2 separate regions of the Rattus norvegicus genome follow, and region 1 is linked to region 2. A link is a contact called in public Hi-C data. All regions are on one chromosome and are shown on one strand. Each heading gives the region's core, a stretch centred on a gene start, on an enhancer-like site or on the middle of the called end of the contact. The rest is flanking DNA. Distances are from core to core; before and after follow the strand shown. Region 1 overlaps Snx29 (sorting nexin 29). Region 2 has its middle 14 kb from the start of Cpped1.

What was found. A called contact is a pair of places that touch in the nucleus more often than the background predicts.
Region 1: a contact with region 2 is called in a Hi-C map of Schwann cells, with 3 times the contacts expected there. The contact joins two enhancer-like sites. A contact is called at or near these places in 3 of 12 Hi-C or Micro-C datasets (Schwann cells, frontal cortex and liver).

The regions. Positions count from the first base shown.
Region 1 is chr10:4,431,299-4,436,543 of GRCr8, forward strand. Snx29 (sorting nexin 29) reads right to left here. Exons shown (of 21, transcript NM_001109526.2): 19 at 4,771-4,911. Among named protein-coding and RNA genes, the nearest start is that of Cpped1, 230 kb to the left of the region's middle. Within about 2 kb of position 2,528, at least 9 of the 93 cell types and tissues checked have an H3K27ac peak or open chromatin away from gene starts, as enhancers often do. A contact at or near this core is called in Schwann cells, where this site is marked.
Region 2 is chr10:4,191,330-4,197,072 of GRCr8, forward strand. It overlaps a transcript of Cpped1 not described here. Among named protein-coding and RNA genes, the nearest start is that of Cpped1, 14 kb to the right of the region's middle. Within about 2 kb of position 1,417, at least 1 of the 93 cell types and tissues checked has an H3K27ac peak or open chromatin away from gene starts, as enhancers often do. A contact at or near this core is called in Schwann cells, where this site is marked.

The DNA.
Region 1 (5,245 bases), core at 1,278-3,777, 240 kb after region 2:
GAGGTAAAAGGCATGGGCATGAGGCCCTGCAAAGGCCCCACAGTGGCTGTGCTCTTGTGGTGTGATCACTTAAAGGGTCCACAACCTTTCGGAACAACGGCACCAACTGTGGACATGAGCCCTGGGTGTGCGGGGGCGGTTGATAGTCAACCCATAACAGAAGTCAAATCAGTGTGGTTCCCTCTGGACCTGTTTTAAAGCTAGTGCGAGGGCAAGGTGCTGAGCTATGCTGAGTGAATTATGTAACAGCAGCCTGCTCTGACTGCTAGCCTACAGAGCCGGGGGTGTCAGGACGCTGCCAAGCACCCAATTCACACAGAAGCCTGGTGACTTGCCCGAGGCTACACAGCCAGTGTTTCCCAGTAGAACAAGCCCTTTACCCTTTGCCCCTAGATCCCATGGTTTCTGGAAGAGTCCTTGGCCTCAGAGAAAGTCAGCAACTGAGTAGCCCAGAAAGCTGGGTCCAGTAAAAATAACTAAAGTGCTGGGGCTCAGAGGTATTGGAATTCCCCCAGGATGCCAAGATGGTGATACCAGTCCTCAGTATGAATGGGAGCACTGGAGGGGAACGTGGCAATTATTCCCAATTACTCAAGAAGAGGGTAAGAGCTCAGAAGGGCTCTTCTCTGGTGCCATTTTAATCAGCTGTCCAAAAACACATGCAAAAACAGCAGATGGAACACAGGTTAAGTATATTCTGAAGGCCTTTCAAGCCGAAGGGGTAGATTAAATAATGATATACAAGCAATCTAACGGCCTAAAAACATTGTGGATGAGATCAAATGCCCGGTAGAGAGTCAAGTGTCAATTAGAAAAGCAGCAGGCTTGGCATAAAAACAAGGCTCTCCAGCTTGGGCAGGCAGGGGTGAAGCAGGGAGACAGCCAGTGGTGGCCAGCTAATTGGGAAGGCTGTCCCCAAGTGCCACACCAGTCATAACTGGTTTAGTTTTTTGAGACAGGGTCTCTTTATATAGCCCAGTTGGCCTGGAATTTGCTATGTGGTTAAGGCTGACCTCAAACTCAGGTTCCTGCAGACTCAGCCTTCAGGATAACGGGACTACAGGTGTGAGCATCATGGCTGCTGAAGATGCTGACCGTCCTACTAACATTAACTTCCAGTGTCCGGAGGTGGCATCTGGGAACCAACCATCTCTTTCAATGAATGCTATCTGCACCAGTGCCAGCACCTGTCAGTCCAGTGAAAGACAAATCCAGAGAAAGAAACTGATGGGAAAATGGCTGCCACGCAGCAAGTCTGCTGCTTGAGCTCGGGGCTTGTCATGGGTTCACTCTCTGTGCTTGATCTGCCCACAAAAGCCAGGCTCTGTTGTCCATGGTTGTCCATGATGTCACAGGACAGAGAGAACTATAAATCGGGCAGTTGGTATAGTGTGGGAAAGAAACCCACGAGATCAGACGAAGCTTCCTGGAGGTGTTACAGGTCAGAATATGCAACAGACAGCAGCCTTGGGTCCAACCTCTCCCTACGCATCAGGCAGCAGACATGGGGTGCAGGGGCACCCACACTTCTAATTCTTTACACATGACTGCAAAATTTGTATTACATTTGATATTGAAAAGTCTCCCCAAGAGCCCCATTTCCTCCACTTCAAGGCTGAGCTCATGTGTGTCACTGTCCTGGGAAGGCTTTCCTTGCAAAATGATGCTATGTATTGTAAAATCCCTTTAGTGCCATTTACTGACCTAAGAGAAGCCCGGGCTCCTGGCTGCCCTTGCTCAGTACAGGAAGCACCAGGCCTTTGCAGGAATGCAGAGCCGGCTTTGTTTGGACATGGATCTTTTACTCCCCCATTTCTCCTTGGGAAATGAGCTATCGCCGACGTTGTGGGTCTTCCCCCCACATCTGCACTCCACAGGCGCTCTCTCCATCACCTCTGGCTCCATACATCATCTCATTCATCCCAATCTCCCAGCACCTAGCACATCCTCTGGGACACACCCACTACAAGGAAGTGTGCTTGGAAAAGCCACCAGCTGCACTTTTGTACTTCTCTCTCAGGGTCAGGCCCTACATGGACACAGACCAGCACAGCAAGCACCACTGCCTTCTTGCGTGTGTTAATGAGCACTCGAGGAGTAATTTCTCTAACAAGTTGAAGGGCCTGACCTTGCTTCAGTGCCAAGTGAACACTCAGAGGGCCTAGGGTTCTCGGCTCCCATTGGCTCACTGAATACTAACAAAAGAGTACTGAGTCCCTGCCCAAGCCTGGAGCCATAAATGTGGCCTAGTCTGCCTGGCCTCTAGCACATCCTGCAAAACCCACCCGGCAGAGAGAGGCCAGAGAGCCCCCTCTAGTGGACCAGCAAGTTTTCTGCTGTTAATTGAACTGGGGAATCCCTGCTGAGACCCACACCTCACAATCTCCAGTCAGTGTCAGCACTGACGGCACTGTGGGGAAGCATACAGATGCCCATATGGTACATAAAGCAGACTGTAGCCTGCTCCCTAAATGGTCCCCATGAGTCAGTTCAGGAGGGAGGCAGTTAACAGCCAAGGCTGACAGTGACTGGGTGTTTATGACTCAGTCACCCCAAAGATGTCATGTCTGGATCCTCCCTGACGGTTCAAACAGACAAGTGAATCACCTCTGAAATATACCAGTCATGGAGAAGATCCCAACATAGTAACCTTTCTGGACAATTTGTACTCAGCTTTCTAGGAATTTTGCCATCAGTAGGCCCACATGAATCCACAAAAGCTTGGCCTTTAATTGAGATCATAAAAGGTCCTTATGGGTACAGTTCTACACCCTGACTCAGTCCTCTCTTGGAAATTGAAGAAATTGTCCAGTTCTGTTGTGGTCTTCAGTCAAAGTGAACTGAAGGGAAAGTGTTTACCCTCAACCTCATGTGAGGCCAAGACTATCCTTCAGCCATTGAGGAATGACAAGGTAAATGTCAGGGGTCCATGTGTCTATAGGAAACCAGTCTGGACATCTGGTTGCCACCCAGCTGGTCTACTCACTCAGAGTCCCCACTACACAGAGGACAGGCCTAGGGTTGCCCCCGGCTTTTTCTAAATGACTGAACTGCAGAAGCCTCGGTTGGTGAGGTTGGCTCATGGACTGGCATTCTCGGCAGACTTAACGCAGGCTTATAAAATGGGGGAGGGGTCGCTGAGGAAGCAGCGGGTGGAGAAGGAGCTGCTTCAGCCTCAGAGAATGCTCTTAGTGATGTAAGACGTATGGTAGGCCGAGCTAGTTCCTAGAGCCTCATGTGGCAGCAAATAGCCTTGGCAGATGTGACAGACTTGAGAGTCCTGAGTTGGGATACCACTGGGGATTTTCTGCAGGGGCCCAAGGTTAGAGTAGCATGGCGATTGTCTTTATAATGAGGACCAAGAGCTGAGAATACAGCAATTCTGGTGGGCAGCACATGCTGGAACCAGCCCCACAGAGGGGTTCCTGTCAATACTATCCCTAGTTGCTTCCATGTCCTCCAAGGGTCCTGAAGTTCAATGTCCGGCTGCTTGATATCCTGTCACCTGATTCTGATGGCTATTATGTGGGACTATCCATTTAGTGCCCAGGGGAGTTAACCCAGGAAACCAGGGATGGGTTGTGGGCTCCCTCAGCAATTCCAAGTGCAGACAAGGTAGGGGAAATGTCTCCACTCACTAACTGTTGGGACATTGACTGAGCAGCTGCACACTGGGTCCAGACTTAGGTCTGTCTTCTTCAGTCCCATGTGGCCTTTTGCATGGTGGCTAAACAGTAACACATTTTCAATAGAGGCCACCCCACCTTTGTGACTGAAGTGGCCACAATAAAAGATACATCTTGAGAAAGTCTGGTCTCTTCATGCATGTGAGTGAGTATAGTAACAGTGACTGGAACTAGGGAAAATATTGTATCACCACAGCAGTCAGCAGGCAGGACCAACCAAGAGGCCAATTTATTCTGTGTTTGTATGTAAGTGGGGGGGGGGGGCGCGCATGCGCGCACACATGCATTTGTGGTCAGGCATGTACATGTTGGTGGGTGTAGATACCAGAGCACAACCTTGAGTCCACCTTGATTTTTAGACAGGGTTTCTCACTGACCAGGAGCTAGCCAGTGAGCTGGTCTGGTTAGTCAGCAAGCTGCCTTGCTAGTGTGGGACTGCAGGCATGCGGCACACGGCTATGGAGGGCGGGGGAGCTGCATTGGGTCCTCGTGCTTGCATGGCAAGCACTGTTATGACTGAGCCGCTGCCCCAAGCCTCCCAACACTTACTTTAATTTTGTAAATTATACATTTTTGTGTGTGCACATGCACATGCACATGCACATGCACATGCACATGCACATGCACATGCACATGCACATGCACATGTGGAGGCCAGAAAACCTCCTTCCACCTTACCATGAGCTCCAGGAATTAAACTCAGTGTGACAAGCTTGTGCAGCAAACACGTTTACCCACTGAGCCAGCCCTCTTACTGGCTTGTTTTTTAAAGTATTATCTAAAGGCCACAGTCAGGCCTGCCTGCATCCAGTTGTCTCTGATGCATTCACACAACACAGGTGATGTTAAGAGTTTCCTACTGGAAGGGAACGTCCCCCACTGAGCCAAGCTCTCTGCTGCTTTCTAGGAAGCTATACTGGTACAAGGGGGGAAACCCACCCACAGAAGACTGCCCTTCCCTGAGGTGGAGGCTCATGGGTGGCTCCCTTCTCCTGTTTCTCCCAACACTGCAGTTTTCCTGCGGTGAGCACAGTCTTCAAGGACAGACAAAGTGACAGCAAAGATCTGGCCCCTGGATGCATACCTTGTTTCCGATGGCCTTTTTGGGTGGGAAACTGTAGGCCCTTACTTGTGGGAAAGCACTCTGCAGCTGGTGGTGCAGCCCCCGGAACTCAGTGTACCGACGATACACATTCCACTCGTCGTCTTTTATGCGAATGTAGACCTGCCAAAGAGGGAGAGAGGAAGACAGGCTGAGCCCAAGCTCTGAACGTCTCCCTCGCAAGGCACCAGTGGGCATAGGAGAGACTCAGTGAGGCACATGACCCTGGAGCCCAGCGGCATAGTGTGTCTGCATCAGCCTGAGCGAAAGCACAGCCACATCTCCCTGCACACGTGAACTACCCTTACAAGCTGCCTCGTGGACACCAGTTCTGTAAGTCCCACAGGCCTGAGGTCACACTGATCAGTGCACAGTAGGGGAGCTGATTTGGGGCAAAAGAGAGTGAGGCTGAGATCTTCCAGACAGTTGGAGGGCCTGGTAGGTAGAAGGGAAAGTC
Region 2 (5,743 bases), core at 167-2,666:
ATATGTCCATCTCTGGATAATTAATGTAATGTATAGGAACTTTAAACATACAGTGTTTAAAAAGCCCATCTCAGGTGATTCTATGCAGCCATTGTAGACACAGTCCTGCTTCTGCTGCATGACTGTTGTATCCTGAGGGTGAGGGAGACAGTTGTGGGTATCTAGTTGCCAGGGGAAGGGAGCCAATGGAAAAATTTTGCAGAAAATCCCAATGGAGAGAGGAGCATATGGACTTAGCCAGTCACCTGTTTCCCTCGTGGCTTGTAGGGCAGTTTGGCAAATGCATGAGGAATAAAGAAGTGCCGGGTGTGTCATTGGTGGGAGTGGGAGAATAATTTTCAATACAATGGCCCATTTCTAAGAAGTTATCAGACAAGGGCAGCAGTAGTTTTCAGTAGCTCTATTTATGGACAGGAATAAGAAATGACTGGTAATTAACCATTTTGACCTACACACATGGCAATTTCATATAGTTCTACTTAAAAGAACACCATTTGAGACAATTTTAAAGTCCAAATGGGATTGTGGATCAGCCGAACTTTCACTGCAAACACACTCACAAACATACTTATACATATAGTCATGCCTCTGTATCAATGGATTTCATAACCTTCAGTCTCAACCATAGATCAAGACACTTGATTTTTGTGTCTATTTTGCACACATTCAACCCTTTTCATTGTGTGGTCTAGAGAACATGTTATAAAAATAATATTTATTAATACATAATATTTTATCGTATTAGGCATTGGATGCAACCTAGAAATGATTTAAAGTGTACAAGAGGATGTGTGGAGGTCATATGCAAAGCTAGGTCACCCTACACAATTTTGAGTGTCCACAGGTTGGACCTCTTTGGTGGAGAAACTGGGGTCAATCCCCTGAGAATTTCGATGCATTCCTTTCTTGCCTTGTAAGCATTTTTGTTGGGTTAAAGTTTTTTGACATTCTCATATATTCTATGCTGTGCTGTGATTACATTCATCATCCCCCACTCTCTCTCTCTCTCTCTCTCTCTCTCTCTCTCTCTCTCACCCCCCTCCTTTCCCACTGGTCCCCACTTTATCCTTATGTCCCTCCTTCTCTGTGCAGGTTGTCACAGATGCTGTGTGTCCATGATCGCAACAACCCAGACGGAAGGTACCACCCCAGGACCCACCCTCCCCCCATCCTTCAGCTCCTACAGACTTCCACCCTCTTCAGCAGTGCTCTGTGGGCCTCTGGGGGGGGTGCCCAAGGCTAAAAGCCAGTCTTGGGTAGTAATGTAAATGTTAAAGGACAAATAAACTACATTCTGTTTGGCAAAACATCAGCAGTAAATCCTCATGTAGCATTCTAACTTCCCCAGATACGGGCTTTTGACTAGTTCCACAGTGCCATGCATGCACTCCCTCCTGTGGAGTGTGCCTCACATTGCTCCTGCTGAGTGGGCAGTGATCTGGTTACCCCCCTCCCAAGGCACTCCTGTCACCATTACACCACAGCATGCATATGGAGGTCAAAGAACAACTTTCGTGAATCCATGCTGCTGCCATGGAGTTTCAGGGATCAGACTCAGGCTGACAGGTCACATGAAAGCATTCCATCACGAGTCACTCGCCTGCCTCCTCTACATCCTTCTCAGCATTCAGGATTTTTTATTTAAAGCTCCTTGTACATTCTGGATAATAGCTCTCCGTTAGGCACAGATTTTGTTCCGTTCTGTAGGCTCCCTCATTGTCGAGTTGACTCTCCTATCATAACTGACAATGTTGCTGAGTTTACTAGTCTCAGTTGGCACCTGTGCCCTCTGTGGAGAAATTCAAATGCACCATTCCAAGCCTTTCTGGCTTTTAAGGTGTCCATTGAGAAGTAAGTTGTTATTCTGACGGTCCTGCGTGTGACCTTTTTGTTGGTATGTGCTTTGATGTTTCTCTCTTGAAGCTTTTAATCCATTTTCTTTGTTCTGCATAGTTAATGTTTTACTACACTCTGATAGAGGACGTTTCATTTCTGATCCTGTCTATTTGGCGTTTTGTATGTTTCTTATACATGGATTTCCATCTCTTTCACTACATTTGAGTCATTTTCTTCTTTGATTTCATTGAAAACATTTTCCGTGCCTTTAGCATAGAATTCTTCTCTTCAGTGCCTACAAGTCAAAAGCTTGATTAATTTCCTGGTTCACAAAGATCTCATGTGTTAGTCACAGCATTTTAAAAAACATCATTCTCTTTGACTAAATGGTCCCACTCTTCACTCTCAATGCCATATTCCAGCTTCCACACAATCCACTCTGTCAGTGAGGCCTTCCACTGAGTCTTTCAGTTTGGTTAGATTTTTCTTATTTCCAGCCTTATTCACATTTGCATTTATCCCGTGTTTTTCTTTCTTGAGTTCATCTTTCCCGAGCTGCCCTTATGTTCATTAGGATATTTGTTTTCTCGGAGTTCACTGAGGGATTTATCCTATCCTCATGGTTAGGTGTTTATTTGTGTCCCACTTTGACTTGATTTGGTTATTTTTTCTTTTTTCTTTTTTAGTTGGTTATTTTATTTATTTACATTTCAAATGTTATCCTCCTGCCCAGTTTCCCCTCCACAAGCCCCTATCCCTTCCTCCCTCCCCCTGCCTCTATGAGGATGCTCCCTACCCACCAACCCACTCCTGCCTCAGCAGCCTAGCATTCCCCTATACTGAGACATCAAGCCTCCACAGGACCAAGGGGCTCCACTCCTATAATTCCAGATAAAGCAGTCCTCTGCTACATATCCAGCTGGAGTCATGGGTACCCCCCTCTGCCGTGTACACTTTGGTTGGTGATTTAGTCCCTAGGAGCTTTGGGGGGGGGTCTGGTTGGTTGATAATATTGTTGTTCTTCCTATGAGGTTGCAAACCCCTTCAGCGCCTACAGTCCTTGCCTAACTTCCCCATTGGGGTCCCCTTGCTCAGTCCAATGTCTAGCTTTGTACATCAGCATCTTTATTGGTCAGGCTCTGGCAGAACCTCTCAGAGGACACCTTTACCAGGCCTCTGTCAGTAAGCACTTCTTGGCATCAGCAATAGTGTCTGGGTTTGGTGTCTGCAGATGGGATGGATCCGTAGGTGAAGCAGTCTCTGGATGATGTTTCCTTCAGTTTCTGCTCCACTATCTGTCCCTGTATTTCCTTTTGACAGGAGGAATTCTGGATTAATATATTTGAGGTGGGCGAGTGGACCCATCCCTAACTAGGAGCCATGCCTATTCACTGGATATGGTCTCTACAGGTTCTATCTCCCCTTTGTTGGGTATTTCAGCTAAAGTCCTCCCTGTTAGGTCCTGGGAAGCCCTTGGGTCCCTGGCATCTAATGGTTACCTCCACTGCTACACACCTACTTTCAAATTCCTGATTCTCTGTACTTCTCCTCCATCTCCTCCAATATTTGAACTGTCCCCCTTTCCCCTCTCCCTCTTCTCTCCTTCTCAGATCCCTCTCTCCCTCTACTTCCCAGAGATTATTCTTTTCCCCCTACTGAGTAGTTCTATACCATCCAAACTTTGGTATGATCTTCTTTCTTGAGTTTCATATGGTCTGTGAGTTGTACCCTGTGTATTCTGAGCTTCGCTTTGGCTAATACCCACTTATCAGTGAGTATATACCATGTATCTTCTTCTGTAACTTGGTTACCTCACTCAGGATGATATTTTCAAGTTCCTTCCATTTGCCAGCAAATTTCATGAAATCGTTGTATTTAATAGCTGAGCAAATTGTGTAGATGTGCCACATTTTCTGTATCCATTCCTCTGTTGAGGGACATCTGGGTTCTTTCCAGCTTCTGGCTATTATAAATAAGGCTGCTGTGAACACAGTGGAGCATGTATCCTTGTTATATGTTGGAGCATCGTTTGGGTATATGCCCAGGAGTGGTATAGCTGGTCCTCAGGAAGAATTATTTCCAATTTTCTGAAGAACTGCCAGACTGATTTCCAGAGTGGTTGCACCAGTTTGCAATCCCACCAACAATGGAGGAATGTTCCTCTTTCTCCACATCCTCACCAATATCTGCTGTCGCCTGAGTTTCTGATCTTAGCCATTCAGACTTGTGTGAGGTAGAATCTCAGGGTTGTTTTGATTTGCATTTCCCAGATAACTAAGAATGTGAAATATATCTTTAATTGCTTCTCAGCCATTCGAGATTCCTGAGTTGAGAATTCTCTGTTTAGCTCTGTACCCCACTTTTAATAGAGTTATTTGGTTCTCTGTAGTCTAACTTCTTGAGTTCTTTGTATATTTTGGATATTAGCCCTCTATTGGTTGTAGGGTTGGTAAAGAACTTTTCCCAATCTGTTGGTTGCCTTTTCCTCCAAATGACAATGTCCTTTGCCATACAGAAGTTTTGCAAAGCTATAAAGTCCCATTCATCTATTCTTGATCTTAAAGCATAAGCCATTTGTGTTCTTAAAGCATAAGCCATTTGTGTTCTGTTCAGGAAAATTTCCCCTGTGCCTATGTGTTCGAGGCTCTTCCCCACTTTTTCTTCTATTCGTTTCAGTGTATCTGGTTTTATGTGGAGGTCCTTGATCCACTTGGACTTGAACTTTGCACAAGGAGATAAGAATGGATCGATTTGCATTCTTCTACATGCTGACCGCCAGTTGAACCAGCACCATTTGTTGAAAATGCTGTCTTAATCCACTGGAGGGTTTCTGCTCCTTTGTCAAAGATCAAGTGACCATAGGTGTGTGGACTCATTTCTGGGTCTTCAATTCTATTTCACTGATCTATCTCCCTGCCTCTGTACCAATTCCATGTGGTTTTTTTAAATCATTATTGCTCTGTAATACAGCTTGAAGTCAGGAGTGGTGATCCCCCAGAAGTTCTTTTGTTATTGAGAATAGTTTTTGATATTCTTTTTTTTTGTTATTCCAGATAAATTTGAGAATTGCTCTTTCTATCTCTGTGAAGAATTGGCTTGGAATTTTAATGGGGATTGCATTGAATCTGTAGATTGCTTTTGGTAAAATGGCCATTTTACTATATTAATTCTGCCAATCCATGAACATGGGAGATATTTCCATCTTCTGAGATTTTGTTCAATTTCTTTCTCCAGAGACTTGAAGTTCTTGTCATACAGATCTTTCACTTGCTTGGTTAGCATAACACCAAGATATTTTGTATTATTTGTGACTATTATAAAGGGTATTGTTTCCCTAATTTCTTTCTCAGCCCATTTATCCTTTGAGTAGAGAAAACCTACTGATTTGTTTTAGTTAATTTTGTATCCAACCACATTGCTGAAGTTGTTTATCATCTGTTGGAGTTCTCTCATGGATTTTTTTTTTGGGTCACTTAAATTTACTATCATATCATCTGCAAATAGTGATATCTTGACTTCCTCCTTTTCAATTTGTATCCCTTTGATCTCCTTCTGTAGCCTAATTGCTCTGGCTAGAACTTCAAGTACTATATTGAATAGAGAGGGGGAGAGTAGGCAGGAGGACTGCTTCAAGTTTCTCTCCATTTAGTTTGAGGTTGGCTATTGGCTTGCTGTATACTGCTTTTATTATATTTAGATTTGGGCCTTGAATTCCTATTTTCTCCAATACTTTTAAAATGAAGGGGTGTTGTATTTTGTCAAAGGCATTTTCAGCATCTAATGAGATGATCATGTGTCTTTTTAGTTTGCTTATACAGTGGATTGTGCTGATAGATTTCCATTGAACCATCCCGGCATCCCTGGGATGAAGCCTACTTGATCATGGTGAATGATTGTTCTGATGGAT